Linked DNA regions of Rattus norvegicus: region 1 is linked to region 2. Evidence: chromatin contacts called from public Hi-C data. All regions are on one chromosome and are shown on one strand. The core of a region is the stretch at or near the end of the contact, and the rest is flanking DNA. Distances in the headings are between cores, read along the strand shown.

The links. Hi-C and Micro-C count contacts between places; a contact is called where the count stands out from the background.
Region 1: a Hi-C map of frontal cortex shows a contact between it and region 2, with 5 times the contacts expected there. The contact joins the promoter of Abcb10 here to the enhancer-like site in region 2. A contact is called at or near these places in 4 of 12 Hi-C or Micro-C datasets (frontal cortex, kidney and liver).

The regions. Positions count from the first base shown.
Region 1 is chr19:68,878,952-68,881,651 of GRCr8, reverse strand. It overlaps Abcb10 (ATP binding cassette subfamily B member 10), which reads left to right and starts at 1,449. Exons shown (of 13, transcript NM_001012166.1): 1 at 1,449-1,931. The coding sequence starts at 1,520.
Region 2 is chr19:68,673,306-68,676,005 of GRCr8, reverse strand. No RefSeq gene overlaps it. Among named protein-coding and RNA genes, the nearest start is that of Rab4a, 18 kb to the left of the region's middle. Within about 2 kb of position 1,290, at least 27 of the 93 cell types and tissues checked have an H3K27ac peak or open chromatin away from gene starts, as enhancers often do.

The DNA.
Region 1 (2,700 bases), core at 200-2,699, 210 kb before region 2:
CACTATGTAACCCTGGCTGTCCTGAAACTCACTCTGTAGAGCAGGCTGGCTCAAACTCAGTTCACCCTGCGACTCCCCGGGGTTAGAATTCCTGCAGTAATGGGAAGAAAACTCAAGTCTTCTTGGGTCTCGGGGCTGCATTGTAAAGGACTTCCCACTGCTCCAACCTGTTCTCGTGGTGATGCTCACCTCTCCACCTCGGAACTTGACATGCAGGTGAGGCCCTTGTCTGAGTGTGAAAACATACAAAGATGCTGAAGTCTCAGGATCCAGACAAATATGGAAAATTCTTATATTCTTATTATTTTTGAGACTTTGTTTTTTAATGTAGTCCTGGCTATCCTGGGACTCTCTATGTAGACTAGGCTGGGCTGAAATTCAAAGAGTTCCATTCTACCTGCCTCTCCTTCCTGGGTGCTTGGATTAAAGGGGTGCTCAATGTCTGGGCCAAACATGGGGAATTTTCTAAGAGAGGAAAACAAAACAAAATAAAAAACATAAACTACAACTGCTTACTGGTTGGTTTTGTTTTTTCTTGTCTCTTTTTTTTCTGAACTTAAGTGACCCGGTACTCATGAAGTGAAGGCTGTATTACCCTCCCACTTCCTATTTTAATAAATGACTTTTCCAGGGTTGGGACTGGGGTAAAAAGAGGAAGAATCCTGCAAATTCGGAGACTTATGCGTTTGAAAGTCTGATGTTTTGTTCCTTAAGAGTTTTTTCCATTCGTGCTGGGTTTCAGGAATATATTGAACTAAAATACTGATTGATGTTGAGGTTGTTTTGCGACTCTCCCTTTCCCCTTTTTTAAAGACAGGGGCTCACTATGCAGCCCACGCTGGCCTCGAACTCAGAGATCTCCTGTCTCTGCTTCTCAAGTGCTGTGATTAAAAGCGTGTGCCCGGCTGAACTCCAGTGGCTCCATTGCATTTCGTTCTGGTCGAGCGAACTATCTAGGAGTCCACAAACTCTCCCCCTTCCTCACTCCAGGCCTCCATAGGATACCCACGGCCCGCCGTGCTGCTCGAGGGGCCACTTCTACTCTCCCGGCCTCTGCAGCAGCTCCTACATTGCACAGTCCTATAAAAAGCCTTGGTCTCCTTGGTCCGCCGACCGTATCCAAGGCAGAGGTACCCAAAGGTCTCAAGCGCGGTCCATAATCTGCGACCAGAGTGCCGCGCGTGCGCACTTCGGCAGTGGCCGGCGACAGAAAGGGCTCGGACGCTCCCAGGTTCACAAGCCGCGGAGGGCGCAGGAGCGCGAAAAAGCTTCCGCGTGCGGCTCGCGGGCGCAGGCGCTGGCGACTGCAGCCTAGACAAGGCATTGCTGGGGAGCTACCGGCTGGTCGCCGCCCAGGGGTGGACCCTGCGAGGCGGAAGGCGCGGCCCGGGCGCCCGCCCGATGGGGCAGGAGGGGCGGGCCGCTGCTGCGTCCCCGCCCCGTGCTCGGGCCGGGCCGGGAGGGTCCCGGGTCCTGCGGCCCGGCCGGCTGGTGAGACTGTCGGGGCAGACGCAGCGCCATGCGCGCCCCTCCTGCCAGGGCGCTGCTGCTGTTTCCGCGCCGGGGCCCTGCTGTGCGAGCTTGGGCCCCGGCCGTCTCCTCTCGGACATGGTTGGCTTCTGAGTGGACTCCGCTCGTACGCGCGTGGACCTCTCTGATCCACGAGCCGAGCCCGGGCCTCCGCTTTCCCGTGCCCCTTTCGGGGCTGCCTGGCGGCGTGGGACGGTGGGCCACCTCCTCGGGGATCCGCAGGTGTTGGGTGCTGGCAGGACCCCGCGCCGCGCATCCCCTGTTCGCCAGGCTCCAGGGAGCAGCGGCCACCGGTGTGCGAGACCTTGGGAACGACTCGCAGCGGCGGCCCGCGACGACCGGGCGCTCAGAAGTGTGGAAGCTCCTGGGGTTGGTGCGCCCGGAGCGCGGGAGACTGTCAGGTAGGAACCCTGGGGGAGACCAGTGGGCGGCCGGTGGGCCCCGGCCTGGGCTCGGCCTTGACAAGGGCGATCAGGTCTGCTGACACCTGTTGGAAGGCTATGGATGCCTTTTCCCAGCTGGCTGACGCTCTCCATCTGTAGAGCCTGTTACCAGAATATTAAAATTGTTGTCAGCGACTGCTTTGGTGCATTCTCTGAATAAGCTAGCGTTTCCTCCTTTAAGGAAAAAAACACCACAAGTTTTGACAAAACCCATGCCTACTTTATATTATACATTTAAAATGATGATGATGATGATGATGATGAAAATAATAATAATAAAAACATCGCTTGGAGGGTTGGGGATTTAGCTCAGTGGTAGAGCGCTTGCCTAGCATAACAACAACAACAACAACAACAACAATAATAATAATAATAATAATAATAATAATAATAACATCGCTAGGAGGGTTGGGGATTTAGCTCAGTGGTAGAGCGCTTGCCTAGCAAGCGCAAGGCCCTGGGTTCAGTCCCCAGGTCCGAAAAAAAAGAAAAGAAAAACAAACAAACAAACAAAAAAAAACCAAAAAAAAAATCGCTAGGGTTACACAGTATCAAGGCAACCACCAAAAATTAACAGGATGAAGTTGAGCACTGTGAACTTCGTGCTGGCTGTCACCTCCCTAAATGGCTTGGTCAGGACCAGGCATTAGCCACGGCATAAAGAAACTAGACAGAAACTCACCCGGATCGACAAATGGCTTTTAAAAAGAAATCAGAATTGATTGGG
Region 2 (2,700 bases), core at 41-2,540:
ACTGGGCTCCTTGTTCTATTTTAAACAGATAAACAAAGCTCCCAGAACTTTGCTGACCCAGGCAGCTCTTATTTTAAGTGAATGTATCCCAAACTTCACTGCAGAAACATGACCTGGAATAAAGTTTCTCTTCCTGGGCCCTGGCTGCCCATCCATTGGTAGAATGCCTGCCTAGTGTGGACAGAGCCATTGGTCCCGTCCCACATAGACTAGGTGTGAAGGCGCATACACATCCAGTCCTTGGGAGGGAGAGGCAGGCTTTGAGGCCAGGAAGACGTAGGCTGTGTACAGCGTAAGCCCCACAGTTTGATTTAGACCAGCAGTGCCACGAGTCCTGTACAATTCCAGACCTTGAGGGTCACAGAGTCCATGTGGCAATTACTTCTGTCACGGGAACACTGAGGTGACAAACACAGCTTTCTGTGTCCAAAATTGGGAAACAGGCGACTCACCCCTGCTTTTAAAGAGTCACCTCTGAAGCACAGGCCTTTAACAACCCATCCCCACGTTCCCACACCTGCCCTCCCTCCTGAAGACATTCCGAGGAACACGGATGCCCACGGCACAAGTCTTAGCTCTTGCTCGTTTGAAAACCTTGTTTCTCTCTCGGCTTTGACAGATGTGATTTGTTGGCGTGAGATTCTAGGTCAGCAGGTTTTTCCTCTTCCCGTGATGCCTGCTGGTGTCCGTGGCTTCTGTTGGAGCGGCAACTGCAACTGTGCCAACTGTGAACCCTGCACAAGCTGTTTTACCTCAGGCCGCCTTTAAGATTCCTCTGTGTTTTGGGGTTGTTAGGAAATCGCCTGGGACATGCCAGGTGCGCTGGTCTTGTGCTGGTCCAGCCTCAGAGTGAGCCTTTGAATGGCGGTTTTAGATCTTAGAGAAGCCTATATATTTTCTACTCTCTTGGATCGCTCTTTCTCTCTGTTATTTTATTTGTTTTGGGGATTACAGCTGTGGGCTGTCAAGCCATTTGCAATTTGCACTTTTCTTCCAGTATCTCCTCCCTTACCTCTGTCAATGTTGCCACCCCCATCATTTCTGCTTCATCTTCACCTTCCCCACCATGACCACCTCCAACCACTACCACCCCCCCATCATCCTCCCAGCCACTACCATCCCCAGAAGCAGCAGCACCTCCACTAGCCAGCTACCGCCTTCTAACTTTGCGTTCACCTGTAGAGTGCGTGTCTGGTCTCCCGTGTCAAGATAACTGGTTACATCCTCAGAGAAGAAATGGAAAGGCAGAGCAGGCTCAGGCCCCTGAGGTGTCTGTGTGAAAAGCCTGAGGTAACTCAGAGCTGACTTCCAGGGCAATCCCAAAGCTCCAGACACTGTTTGAGGCTGATGGAGCCTGCGCATTGAGAAGCTCTGCTTAAAAGAGAGTCTCCCGAAGTCGTCTTCCAGGTCACTTGCTTCCTAAAGTCGTCTTCAGTTCCTTGCTGCTTGTGCTCCTATTTTCTGTCTGCTCCCCCCATTTCTCTGTCCTATTTCCTGTCCGTTCCCCCCATTTCTCTGTCCTTTTCTTTTTTTTTCTTTTTTTCTTTTTTCTTTTTTTTCGGAGCTGGGGACCGAACCCAGGGCCTTGTGCTTGCTAGGCAAGCGCTCTACCACTGAGCTAAATCCCCAACCCCACTCTGTCCTTTTCCTGCTCCCCCCATTTCTCTGTCCTATTTCCTGTCCATTCCCCCCATTTCTCTGTCCTATTTCCTGTCCGTTCCCCCCATTTCTCTATCTTGTTTCTTCTTCCCCTGACTACAGCCACCTGAGGGCCCATGCTTCTCACGGTAACCAGCTTTGGGGAGTGTGGCCTTCTGTTTCCTCCCCTTGGCATCAGTGTTCGAGGGTTGATCTGATGGGTAAGGATGGGGTAGAGGACACAGAGGCCTGGGACACGAGACCAGCAGGGTTCGGTGGGAACAGACCTCATTAGAGAGGATGGTGGTGGGTCTGGAGTGGTTCTGGATTACTCTGTCCGGAGCGGGCGCTGGCTTCAAGGCTTTAGTGACAGGATGAGGTTTCGGAGCTTCTTTGCCAGCTATTTTATTTCTAAGCCTTATAGTTTTCTACTTTCAATGTTTCTCTCCCTCCCTCATTCCTTCTCTACCTTCTTTCCTCCTCTTCCTTTTCCTTCTTTTCTCTCCCTTCTTTTCCTCCTGATCTCCTTCCCTCCCTCCCTCCCTCCCTCCCTCCCTCCCTCCCTCCCTCCCTCCCCCCTCCCTGTCTTCCTTGCACCAAGGGTGGTCCTTCTTCCTGTGGACCCAGGGCCTCATGCACATTAGGCAAGTACTTTACCGGTGAGCTTCTTCCAAGCTTTCCCTCTCCCTTCCCCTCATTCCCCTCCCCCTCTCTTCCCTCCCCCTCACTCCCTTCCCCTCACTTCCTTCTCTCTCCCTCCCTTCTCCCTCACTCCCTTCTCCCTCACTTCCTTTTCCCCTTCTCCCTTTCCTTTTGATTTTGACACAGTCTTACTCACCCTGTAGCCTAGGTTGTCTTGACCTCTAAATGAGCCTCTTGCCTCAGCCTGGTTGGGATGCTCTCTAGGCTGATTCAAGTCACTACTCTGTCAGTCATCTCACTGAGCAGAGATGAGAGACAGAAAGAGGCAGTGTTGGGGAAGTCGAGGAGACTGAGTCTCTGAATGCAAAAGTAGCAGCTCGGGGCTGCAGAGCGCCCAGCTGGGTGGTCTCCGTGACCAGA